Linked DNA regions of Sus scrofa: region 2 is linked to region 1. The links are chromatin contacts, called in public Hi-C maps. All regions are on one chromosome and are shown on one strand. Each heading gives the region's core, a stretch centred on a gene start, on an enhancer-like site or on the middle of the called end of the contact. The rest is flanking DNA. Distances are from core to core; before and after follow the strand shown. Region 1 overlaps COL26A1 (collagen alpha-1(XXVI) chain). Region 2 has its middle 32 kb from the start of MYL10.

What was found. A called contact is a pair of places that touch in the nucleus more often than the background predicts.
Region 2: a contact with region 1 is called in a Hi-C map of omental adipose tissue, with 1.7 times the contacts expected there. The contact joins two enhancer-like sites. A contact is called at or near these places in 3 of 47 Hi-C or Micro-C datasets (embryonic fibroblasts, heart right ventricle and omental adipose tissue).

Annotation. Positions count from the first base shown.
Region 1 is chr3:9,155,007-9,161,167 of Sscrofa11.1, forward strand. It overlaps COL26A1 (collagen alpha-1(XXVI) chain), which reads left to right. Exons shown (of 14, transcript XM_021086264.1): 10 at 285-337; 11 at 3,020-3,055; 12 at 4,226-4,276. Among named protein-coding and RNA genes, the nearest start is that of MYL10, 40 kb to the right of the region's middle. Within about 2 kb of position 3,150, at least 1 of the 83 cell types and tissues checked has an H3K27ac peak or open chromatin away from gene starts, as enhancers often do. A contact at or near this core is called in omental adipose tissue, where this site is marked.
Region 2 is chr3:9,227,026-9,233,186 of Sscrofa11.1, forward strand. No RefSeq gene overlaps it. Among named protein-coding and RNA genes, the nearest start is that of MYL10, 32 kb to the left of the region's middle. Within about 2 kb of position 2,581, at least 6 of the 83 cell types and tissues checked have an H3K27ac peak or open chromatin away from gene starts, as enhancers often do. A contact at or near this core is called in omental adipose tissue, where this site is marked.

The DNA.
Region 1 (6,161 bases), core at 1,900-4,399:
AGGTCTAAGGTCCCCAGGAGAAGCGGACTCGAGGGGACTGGCCAGCTGGGGCAGGGGTGTGGGGCTGCCCATGGATGAGGCCCTAGGAGTGTGCAGGGGCAGCAGCGGGGGAGGAAGCACGTGCCCCCCTCCCCACCATTCATTCACCAGACCTCAGTTTGCTGCCATGCGGACAGACCCAGGGGAAGGGCTGGGGGAGTGGGGTCAGAAGGTCTTTCTTGAGAGCTGATGGTGGACAGCGGGCTTCTCTGGCCCCAGAGGACCATCTGTGACTCTGCTTGCAGGTCCCCCTGGACCACATGGTCCCCCTGGACCCCCAGGCACACCTGGATCCCAGGTAAGGGCTTTCCCATTTCTGGCGGGAGAGGGGGCATTTTCTCCCCAGGGAGAGAGGAGCAGGGCTTCTAACCAGCACAGCTGCTCAGGAGGACCCAGCTCGCCTGGCCAGTCCCCACATGGGCCCAGCAAGCGCAGGATCTGGCCTTGTTAGCAGCAGCGGCCCTTTGCTGCCCACTCTGCCTGTGCTGGGAGGTGTTAACGTCGCTCCCATTTCATAGAGCAGCCAACTGAGACCCAGATGCCGCCACCAGAGGATCACGGAATGTCCATCCTGGCCCCTCGCCCCTCTCCAGTGAGAATCACCTGTGAGGGGTCACTCTGAAGCCTGACACATGGCCCTGAACCCCAGCTTGCTCTGCCCCCCAGCTGTGTGACCCGGGCAGAAAGAGCCTCTCTGGGCTCCAGCTCCCTTGGTTGCTGAGACAGGGAGTACAGCTTCTCCCTCGTGGATTGTCACAGGGAGTGAAAGAGAGTAAGGCGCAGGTGGAAGTGCCTCGTGCTGCAGGAGCCCGGGGGCCTGAGGGGAAGAGTCGCGCAGAGGAGGGGGAATGGGGCCTGAATGCAGAGGCAGAAAGGGTGGCGTTTGGGGCTGTCCTACCACATGGAGCTTCCTGCGGCCCCTGCTCTGAGGGCTCCGCAGTCCCTAGAGCTCGGGTGAAGTGGGGTGGCTGAGAAGTGCCCCCTCACCCTGCCAGGGAGGTGGATCTGGTGGCCCTGTGAGTCCCCTTAGTCATTTAACACACATTCCCAAGCACAAGGTGGGCGCCAGCCACGCCGCGGGCCAGCTCACTAGAGACGATGTTCTAGGCGTCAGAGAACCCGTGTCCTACGGCTCCGGATCTGCTCTCTGCTGTTTTCCCCCCAGGAGGGTGCGGCATGGAGGAGAAGGGCTGGGGGGGGTGCCCTGGGCATGACCGGGCCAGGCCCCATGCAGCGTAGGGCAGAGGGAGGGTGGACGTGGCACAGACCAGGCTGGTGGGCAGGGCCCGGGCTGGGCAGAGGCCACAGAGGGTGCAAAAGGCCCTCGGGCCTGATCTGCTCCTGAGTCCGGTGGGGCGGGCAGGTAAGCAGGAGCCTGAGTTCCCCAAGAGCACCCTCTGGCTCCTTGGACCCCTGGCCACTGGGCCTGGAGAGAGAGGGTGGGGGCAGGCGAGAGAGAATGACAGTGACAGAGACCCTGTCTCTGGTGCACTGCTGGTCTCCCTGCTCTGTGGGGTGAGGGCTGCAGAGGCCCCGGGAACTGGGGGAGGTTGGCAGGAGGAGACTGGCCGAGCTCCACACGCCCGGAGCTCTGTGCCAGCAACGCGACCTCTCCTGGCTCCCCGGGTCTGCCAGTTTCCAGCGGGGTGACCCTGAGCAAGTCACTGATCCCCTGGGCCTCCGTTTCCCCATCTATGAAATTAGAATAAAAGTCCCATCCGGGCAGGTTTGTTGTGAGAAATAATGGGGAAAGTAGATGGAAAATGCCAGGTCCCGAGGAGACCCTTAATAAATGCCCTTCACTAACCAACTATGTCCTGGGGTCTCACTTGCGTCAGACACTGTGCTGGGCACGAGAACAAAGTCAGGATCCCTGCCCCCTGGTAGCTGCCAGTCTAACAGGGGAGGCACAGGTGATAGAGTAGCTGGGAAGGCATCTAAGGTGACAGGAGGGGGGTGACTGACAGGCGGAGGTGAGACTTCAGCTGAGACCCAGGGAACCAGAAGGAGCAGCCATGCGAAGATGTGAGGAGCATGCCAGGTAGAGGGTCGAGCAAGTGCAAAGGCCCTGAGGCAGGGAAACGCCCAGCACACACGGAGCAGAGAGCGTGGGGTGAGGTGAGGTGGGGAAGCAGGCTGATGTGTGGGTTGGAGTCACAGTGGAGAGGGGGCCAGGCACGTTTCAGGACCGGAGAGTCCGTGACCTGATTTACAGCTTGCGGAGGCCCCGCTGCTGCAGGAGGTGGGGAGGGTGGGGGAGGGGGGAGTGGAGCAGGGAGACCAGCAGTGCGGAGGAAATGACAGAGGGGACGGACACCTTTAGAAAGTGGACCTGACAGGTCTGGCTGATGGGCTAGGTCTGGGGGTGGGGGACGGAAAGCGAAGGTTACTCCGAGGTGTGCGGGAGCAGCTGCAGAGCCACGGAGCCATTTCTGAGAAGAGAGACTTCCGGGTGGGGCGGCGGGTCTGGGGTGGTGGGGGGAGTTCTGCTTTGGAGAGGTCGAATGAGGGCACCTCAGGTAGGGGTGCTGGAGCAGTCAGGTGGGGGTGCTGGAGGATGGCTGGACCCACGGGTCTAGGGATCCCAGAAGCCTTCCGTCTGGGCCCAGCACTGACTGGGGGGGGGGTCTATGCATGGAACCCTCTGATCCCTGTTGTTGTCACTCATTCTCTCCACGAGCTGGGGGTTGGGTGCTTTGCCCTCTGGTCCCTTCTCTGAGTGGTAACCAGGCTCGGCATTGCCCCATTTCATAGAAAAGAAGATGGAAGCTCAGCCGAGGCCCAGGGTCACACACCGGCCAGTGGAGGGGGCTCCAGGACGGGGAGGCCCCCAGCCGTGGCCCTTCCATTTCCTCTGTGCCATCCTCCTCCCATCCTAGTTTTCATATTTCCGGATCCCAGTGCCAGGGGAGGGTCAGGGGAGGGCTGAGGGCTTGGCCAGGGCAGGCGAGGCCTAATGGCTCTGTTTGCTTTTTGGCAGGGCCTGGCTGCAGAGCACAGCGTGATGGGGCCGTCTGTAAGTGCGGGGCGCTGTGGAGGGGCCACCCCCAGGGCGATGGGCTCTGGGGCAGACCCAGGGCATCAGGTGGGTGGGCCTCCGCCCCGGGCAGCCTTGCTGAGCCCAGCCCCACAGCCCCCACAGGCGCGGCCTCACCCAGCCCAGCCTGGACCGGGCAGAGGGACAGAAACAGGCAGTCTGAGTGCTGTCCCAGCCGCCCAAGTTGAGAAGGGGTGACCTTGAGAGGCGGGAGCCCCCTCACTGGGTGTAAGAAGTCAGGCCTGAAGTGGCCTTCTGTTGGGGGGCTTGGGTCAGAGTCCTGAGGTCGCTTCTGCAGAGCCAGGCCCCTGGGCCCACGTGCTGTGTGACCTGCAGATCCTCGCCTTCTCTGAACATGTCTGTCTACAGACATAGACAGCGACCTCTAATGTCCCTTCTTGGAAATAAGAATTGCTGAGTGTCAGCCCTGGTCCCCAGGGCCAAGGAGGTGGGCGAGTCTCATGTCAGGGGCGTGGGGCTGGGGCAAAGGGGCGGATCTTTGCGGAGCGCCTTCTGCGTGGAGGTCCTCTTCATCCACAGTGTGTTTAAGCTTCACAGTGACCCCGGGAGATGGCGCTTTAGTCCTCCTATTTGCCAGAACAGGCTGCGAAGGCTCAGAGAGGTTAAGCAATTCGCCCCGGGTCACACAGCTAGACAACAGTAGAGCCAAGATTTAAACCCAGGAGTGTTAGCCTCCAAAGCCGTACTTTTCCCAAGCTTCTTAGCAATATGGACTTTTTAGATCCTCCTAATAGCTCTACAAAGCAGCCTGTTATTACTTCCATTTTTGAGATGAGACAACTGAGGCACAGAGAGGTAAAGTAACTTGCTCAAGGTCACACAGGAATAAGTGGCCACCTGGCTTTTTATTTTGAGACCAATATTACTGGCCCCTCCAGAGTCAGGAACTCAGAGTCCCGAGACGCAGAGGAAGGGCTGAGACATGAGCTCATGGGGTTCCAAGCCTCACTCCTTCCTCCCTAGAAACAGTATTAAGCCCCTAAAATCAATCCTATGCCGGGCTGTGCAGGGGTCCCTGCAGCCTTGGCCGTCCCCTGCTCTGCTAACCCCCAGGTCTGCGGGAGAAGCTGGGGAGGGTGGAGGGGTGTCCTGCCCCGCACCCATTGTGACTGCGTGACTTTCTTCCCAGGGGAGCCTGGCGGGAAGGCGGAAGAGGAGGACAAAGCCACCGCTGCGGAGGTAACTGCACTCGAGGCCCTTCCCAGTGCTTCCCTCCTGCCCCTGGGCTGAGTCTTAGCAGGAGAGCTGTACTGACACCATTGGTCCGAGCCTGGCACTGGCCATGGGATGAAGGGGGGGGTCCCAGCCCCGGGGGGGCGGGGACAGATGAGTCAGTCGTGACTGCATCTCAGTGTGAAGTTGGCTGCAAGGGGGTAGCACAGACGGTGACTGGCCAGGGCCTGAGAGGGCCCGAGGAACACAGACCTGCAGAACCGTTTAAAGGAGGCTTCAGGCTGTGGGGTTCTTTTCCAGGGACAAGACTCTCCCTTGACAGTGCGTGGCTTACAGTCGTGCCCAAGGCCACGGTGCTGTGAGGGATACGTGGGCAGGTGGCAAGCTGGCTGGCGGATGTGGGAGAGGCTGGGCACACACAGGAGCCAGGATAAGAGGGGGCGGGGCAGGGCCACCTCTGGAGCACAAGCTAGGCTGTGGGGACCCACGCCTTCTGGGAGGAGGAGCGGAGCCTGGGACCAGGGTGATGGATAAAGCGGGCGAAGGCCGTGGGGCCAGCAGGGGAGGCCGTGGAAGCTGAGAAGGAGCCCCCTGGGTGTGTCAGAGCTCAGCGGGCCGGCCAGCCCCTTAAGTGAGTGAGCTGGGGGAGGCTCTAAGCCGGGGAGGTGGGAGGTGGGCCACTAGGGGAGGCTGGGGGGATGAAGCTGGGGCCCAGGGATCTTCCAGGACTGGGAGCAGGGGGAAGAGGCTGGAACCAGGGCAGCCGTGGTGAGCACAGGCGGCAGTGGGAGGAAGATGTGGTGGCTGGGGTCATTTGCTGTGGGAGACCGAGAGGCACCCACGACGTCCCCAGCCCATTTCAGAAGAATGCATTCTGGGACTGGGGACACCCCCATCCCAGTTGCTACTCACAGCCAGGCATCTCCTGGCCTTTGATGGGAAGACCTCTCTCTTATAACTCAGTAGCATGTGCTTGGGTTTTCCTTCTTTCTTTTTTTTAATTTTTGTCTTTTTAGGCCCACACCTGCAGCATATGGAAGGGCCCAGGCTAGGGGTTGAATGGGAGTTGCAGCTGGCAGCCACAGCTACAGCAACTCGGGATCCAAGCCACGTCTGCAACCTGCACCACAGCTCACGACAAACGCCAGATCCTTAACCCACTGAGGGAGGCCAGGGATTGAACCAGTGTCCTCATGGATACTAGTCAGATTTGTTACTGCTGGGCCACAATGGGAGCTCCACTTTGGTTTTCTTTTAAGTTCAGCTAATCTAAATGTCGCAACAGAGCTGTCATGTTCTACCAGCAAAAGGTGCCTGTCGGCTGCTGACTCCAGGGCGGGGCCTTGTCTCTCTGCCACCACCTTTTTTTCAAAGTGGCCGTGTCACCTGTCTTCTCAATTAATCAGCTCATTCAGGTGTCTGCACGCACGAGGTCCTTTGCCCCAGTGTAGGCCAGGTCCCAGGAATGCAGACAGCCTGTCGTCGTCCGCTCCTGCCGGCATTCCGGACGCCTCCGCTCCATCTACTCTCGTGCTTACAGGGGTGGCCGCACAGGAGACTGTTGGGTGGGCAGTGCCAGGAAGGAAACAAGCAAGTCATCCCCCACCTATGGGCCTGAACTAGGTGGTCTGCCCACAGCAGGATGTTTTCTGGAAAGAAGGGCACACAGTGGAGGTGCCAGGGCAGCCACGGGAGCACGAGGAGCCCAGCCAGAGGCAGACAGATCTGGGTGTGAAGCCCCAGTCGGACATTTCCAGGCTGTGTGGCCACAGGACACTGGTTACCCTCTCTGTGCTTCAAGGTCCTTGTCTGCAATCAGGATTTGAACCCAAGCCCTGGCACTAGGCTGTCCAACCTGTGATGGCTGTTGTATTGGTGATGGTGACAGGAG
Region 2 (6,161 bases), core at 1,331-3,830, 71 kb after region 1:
GCCGGGCTGGCCACGCGGTGACCACTTCAATTCCTGCCCTGTCTGTCACACTTTGGTGGCAGCAGTAAGCAGACTTTCTAGATACACCCCCCCCCCCGCCCACTGCTTAAATGGAGGCTGGAACCCGGGTATGCGGAAGACATGTCTCATCCTTCCCCTCCCCCACTCTGCCCACTTGGGGAATCCAGTGTCTGATGGGCACCCTGGAAGCGGGGGCTCCCAGCCAACCAAACAGCAGTGCCATGAGTATCCCAGAGGAGGTGAGGGGGCCGAGCCTGGCTCCCAGGACTGTGAACACCCACAGCGCCCGCCCCACGCCACATCCCAACTGCCAGCATCCAGCCAAGGGGAAAGAGCCGAAAGGGGACAGCTGCCACAAAGGCGTGACAAAGAGAGCGTGGGTTTTGCCCAGAGCACCCTGGCAATGGTGAGGGCTTGTTGCTTGACTGAATATATACATATGTGAATTTTTAACTCTGTCTTGCGCTCCAGCTGGGGAGCAATGCGAAGGTCAGAAACGAGCTGTAATGAAGCGTAAGAGTCAAGACATCCCCAGAAGGTCTAGGAAGCTCCTGGGTCCTTCCTCTGAATAAATATCCTCCCTACACCCGCCCCCTCAACCACCACATCCCACCACCAGCCCTCGGCTGCCCACCCTCCTCCAGACAGGCCCTGACACACAGAGCCCTGAAGGCGCTGTGGTTCAGACCCAAGAAAGGCTCCCGTTACAACGGCCTGCGATGGCTGCTGAGCTGGTTGGGGTTTAATTTTTCTTTTCGATGCTCGCTATAGGAAATTTAGAAAACAGAAAAAAGCATGAAGACAGAAATAAACACCACAGGTAATTCCATGACCCAGAGGCAGCTCCAGTTAATGTTTGCGGGGTGTGTGTATGTGTGCACGTGTGCACATATCTATACATACAGGCATAGGTATGTATACGCACATGTGCACACACACACGTATGCACACATATATAGACATATGCTCTAGGATAGTGAGAATGAACTTGAATCAAAACGTCCCTGCTTTTGCTCCCATCTAAGGAGTGGGAGTCCCAGTTCCCAGCTGGAATGAGATGGTCCCCCAGGGCGGCTCCCTGGACAATGAGATCGGTGAGTCACCGTGGAGCTGAGGGCCTCCCGGTGGAAGGAAGAGCCCTCAGGAGACCCAGAAGGTACTCTTGGCATCAGCCCCGCTGCTCCGGGGCTGCACCATACTTGGGGGCTGATGAAGATCAGGATCCCCGGCAGCTACATCCTGGGGGCACCCTGCTCAGAGTGGTCACACACACCCCCTGCCCCCACGCTGTCCCCAGCCAGAGAGGCTGCCCTGCGTCTCCTGCCCTCTGCTGGCAGTCAGCAAACATTCGGGGACGTGAATGTTCCATCAGAGAAGGTCCGGGTCCCTGGGAGCTACTTTGCAGCAGCTGCCTGGCCTGTGCCAGGAACCAAGGGGGTCCCCAGTCTCTGAGGTTCGTGCCCAGCCCTTGGCTCACAGCTGCTGTAGGGAGACAGACGCACCTTGTGAAGCCAAGGGGTGACAGTGCAGAGCAACATGCCACCATGGGGCAGCCTTGCTGTCACCCTGCTCCTCCACTCACCAGCTGCCCTCTAAGCCTCAGTTTGTTCAGCTTTAAAATGGGTACAAAGACAAAACCACGTTCTAACTTTATTGGGAGACAGAACATATAAACCGCTCCATAAACAATCACCTTATAATTCTTATAGCCAGAGTGCCCCTAGACCTTTCCAGCTGCTTTCTTGTAATAAGTCTTATTTCTCTGACTCTCACTCCCCCTGTTAAGGTAGGACTCCCTCCCCAAACTTTCCGCAGCAGCTGGAAGTGCTCTGGGGTATTGCATGGGAGCTCGCGGCTTTCTCTGCTACCACGTACTTTCTCCCTCCTGGCCAAGGCCACCTGCCTGCACAGGAGCCCCTCCCTCTCTGCTTTCCAGAGCACCCCATCTGTGGTCCCCATGCTGAGCTGTGTCCCTCTGTCACCTAGGCTCTGGCCAGAGGGTCTGAGAGCTAGCGCCTCTGTTCTTGCTGGCAGCCACCTCTGCATGGACCAACCCCAGGCCAGGGACCAGGCTGGTTTCCACTTCCTCTTCACCCCCTGCTCAGACCAATGGCTCTGGGTGGGTGGCCTGTCCCACCCTACATTCAGCCCATGTATACTGGGACTTTCTCCATGGCCACAGGACACAAATCTGCCACCCAAGATCAGCATGTCATGGAGTTCCTATTGTGGCTCAGCGGGTGAAGAACCCAACTAGTATCCATGAGGATGCAGGTTTAATCCCTGGCCTCACTCAGTGGGTTAAGGATCCAGCATTGCCATGAGCTCGTATAGGTCGCAGACACAGCTCAGATCCCACATTGCTGTGGCTGTGGTGGAGGCTGGCAGCTACAGCTCCGATTCGACCTCTAGCCTGGGAACCTCCATATGCTGTGGGTGTGGCCCTAAAAAACATAAATAAATAAAAGACCAGCATGTCACGGTGCAGAGCAGTGGGATATGGGGGTGGGGTGGCACATGGGCTGGGAACAGTCTGGAAGGCTTCTCAGAGAAGGCCAAAGCTGAGCTCATAAAGGCTGAGCCATGATGGGGCCTGCTGCCAAGAGAGGGGTCACCTCCCAGGAGAGGAAGGATGGGCATCCAGGCCCCAGCCAGAGACAGACGTCACCCGGCCAGCTGGGAGCCCACAGGGGCACAGAGTCCCCGGGGAGACCCACCTCCAGCCTGTGAAGCATCGGGCCCTCTCAGGCTCTTTAAGATCCAGTACCTTCTTCCTCCCCCAACATTTCAGGGGAAGACGAGCCCATGGCCCCACTGAAACGTAAGGGAGCAGGGCCTGGCATCACCGTGTCACTTCCCAGAGGGTCAAGACGCCTCACCTGGGTTGCCGATACCTGCCTGGGAGTGGATGTGAGAAGGAAGGGTTGGGGGGGACCTGGAGAGCCCTAGAACCGCACGTTGCACCCATGTGCATAACTGCGGGCATCCCTCACGCAGAGGCAGGCCTGGTGGAATCTTCCAGACCCAGGGCATCTGTCCGTGGGACAGCACATGTCGGGAGGCCTGCTCAGAACCTCTCCCACTTGCTCACAGCAGGGCTACTATGTTCCAGTTGGCGGGAAACGTGCTGTGCGGACACAGGCTTCCTCCCCTGTGTCTTTCCACCCCCAGGTCCCAGCAGGACCCGGGGCCACATCAAGGACAGTGGCTCCAGTCCCCAGCTTCAGCCGGGACCCCCCCCTTCCCTCAACGTCTGTCCCCAGCAGGCCCTCTCTGAGCAGCAGCCTCAGCCTCCGGCCACACCCATCACCTCCCCATCTGTACACCACCCCCCCCAAATTAGAGAAATAGAAATAAAAAACTGGACGAGTTAATTTGCTAAACTGGAGCCGAGCGCAATAACTGATTACGTTTTTCCCCAAAGGAAACTCAAGTTAATTTGGCGGGTGACTCATATGCCAGGCTGCCAGTTACAACACACCACCCCAGACACAACTCTTCGCTGGCCCAGCTGGCGGCTGCCCTCCCCGCGCGCTGCCGGGCCCCAGTTTCCCCCGGAGACGGGGGGGGGGGGGCAGAGTGCCCCCCAGAGAGAGATGTTTGCGCACCACCGAAAGGGTGGGGCCCATGTCCATATGGAAGCATACGTGTGTACATCACACCAGGCACAGCCAAGTAGACAAGCGCACACACACACACACACACACACACACACACACACACACACACACGCTCCAGATGCCACAATAAACTGCCATGGGCCACTAAGAAAACCTCCAGCGATAACCTCTGCATACCAATACTGGGGAAAATCCAATTAAAGTAACTCATTTTGAAGTCAGTCCTAGTTTCCCAGCATCTTAAAGCTCCTGGAGCGAAAAGAGCATAGGCAGGATGAGAACCCTGCTGAGCTCCGGGCGGAAATTCTGGGCCCCAGATGGGCTTTTCTCACTACTTGTGGCGAAGGGACTATTGGGACCCCAGTCCTATGCGGGCAGCCCTGACATGGCCACATTTCTAATGAAAGAAGCCCTCCAGGCAGGCCAGGGAGTTAAACGACCACTGAGCCCCAATCTTGTCATTTCCACGCTGTGTGACTTTGAGCAAGACATTACCCTCTCTGAGCCTCCATTTTTTGGGTAGAAAATATCTTCCTCATGTGGTGGTACAATATGAGTGCACTTAATACCACTGAATGGTACATTTAAAATGATTTTCTGTTATATGTATTTTAACACAATTTTTTAATTGAAAAAAAGAGCATAAACTTTCCCTTCCTCTTCCTCGCTTGCCACAGGTTGGGATTTCTGCAATGATGGCAGGAGCTAGGGCAGCCTTTTTGGACTCAAAGATGGAAGTTGCCTGTTGAGCATGGCAGAGCAGCAAAATAAAAGGACAGTGATGCCTGGAACAATGTAGAGTTGCCATATAGGCCCTGATTTCTTGTGTTAGGCCTGTTACATGTGAGAGAAGTAAACTTCTGTTTTAAAAAAAATTTATGTGCAAACATGAAGAAAGTTAAAACCATTCAGAGGGGTTCATTGGGGCAAGGATGGGAGATACCCCCTAGGAGCCTCACCCAGTTATCCCCAGCAAGGGCATATGACTCAAGTTCTGGTCCAACTCACCCACCACCTTCTGTGCAACCTCAGGAGAATTATGTTTCCCGAAGTCCTAGTTTCCCTATCTGTCTTCTAATACTATCAGCCTCAACTTTCCAAATCTGGTTAATGACAGGCCCATGCACCAAAATCCCTTGGAGGAGGGGCAGGGAGCCAGAACAGAGTCCAGGAGTTCCTGTCGTGATGCAGTGGGTTAAGAATCTGACAGCAGCCGTCAAGTCATTGCAGAGGTATGGGTTTGATCCCTGGCCTAGCACAGTGGGTTAAAGGATCTGGGGTTGATGTGGCTGTGGCTCAGATTCAGTCCCTGGCCCGGGAACTTCCCTATGCCAGGGGTGTGGCCATTCAAAAAATAAAAACAAAAACAAAACCAGAGTCTAAGCAGATCTGACGGAGGGCCGGAGCAGAAGGGTGGAGAGAGCCCACAGCACCCGGCCTCTGGTCCTCTTGCTAAACCCAACTTACAGGAGAGGAAGCTGAGAAAGTGTGAGGAGGCCTGAGAGGCTGCCAAAGCCCAGCGAAAGCCAGGAAGAGGGGGAGCCCTGGAGAGATGAGATAATGAGGGCAGAGTCCCCCCAAATTCAGGGCTCTGTGTGGCTTTGCAGCCCCTACTGGGCCTGTGCCCTCTGTAAGTCTCCTGGGGACCGGGTAGGGGAGACCACCAATCTTTTAGCCGCCAGTCCTAGCACTTGGGGTGGGGGAGGGGGAGGGGGGTGGTGGGGGAGGGGGGGAAGTTCTGCTAATTTCCCAGGGAGGGCCTCTAGCCTCCTTGGGAAGCCCGGGAGTAGTTATCAGAATGAAGGACAGAGATGCCTGTCCCAGGATAAGCTCTAAGAACGCTCTCCCTGGAGTTCCCGCTGTGGTGCAGTGGGTTAAGAATCTGCCTTGCAGCAGCTCAGGTTGCTACATTGGTGCAGGTTAATCTCTGGCCAGGTGCAGTGGGTTAAAGGATCTGGGCTTCCTGCAGCTGCAGCTCAAATTCAATCCCGGGCCCGGAAAAATTCCATATGCCGCAGGTGTGACCATAAAATAAAAACCGAAAAAACAAAAAAGAAAATCTCTCCCTGTGGGCGGACCCTTAGGGCAGAGCTCAGAGGGGCAAGACCCCACCCCAGACTCCTGCCTAAACCGGGGGGCCCAAGGCCCCAGTCCAGAATAACCAGCCACCTATGACGTAAGGGCCTCCCTTACCCCCCGCCCCCCCCTGGGTGGGGGAGTGAGGGACAAGGGCCAGGTTTCTGGGCAGCTGGCACCAGCTGTGCCCACTCTGAGGCACACCCAGGCCCAGTCATGACCTTGATGTTGGCCAGTGCTCCTGCCTTGAGGCATCGACACAGTCCTGGGGTCGGTGGAGCCCTGCTGGAATTCTCCCTCTGTCACTTACAAACAGAGGAACCTTGGGCCAGGAGGTTTTACCGCCTCCCTGAGGTTCAGCCCTTGCCTCTGTGGGGCGCCCGGGGGACTCGGTGAGCCAATGGCTCTCAGCCCGTGCAAGCCCCGCCCCTCCCGGTGGCCATC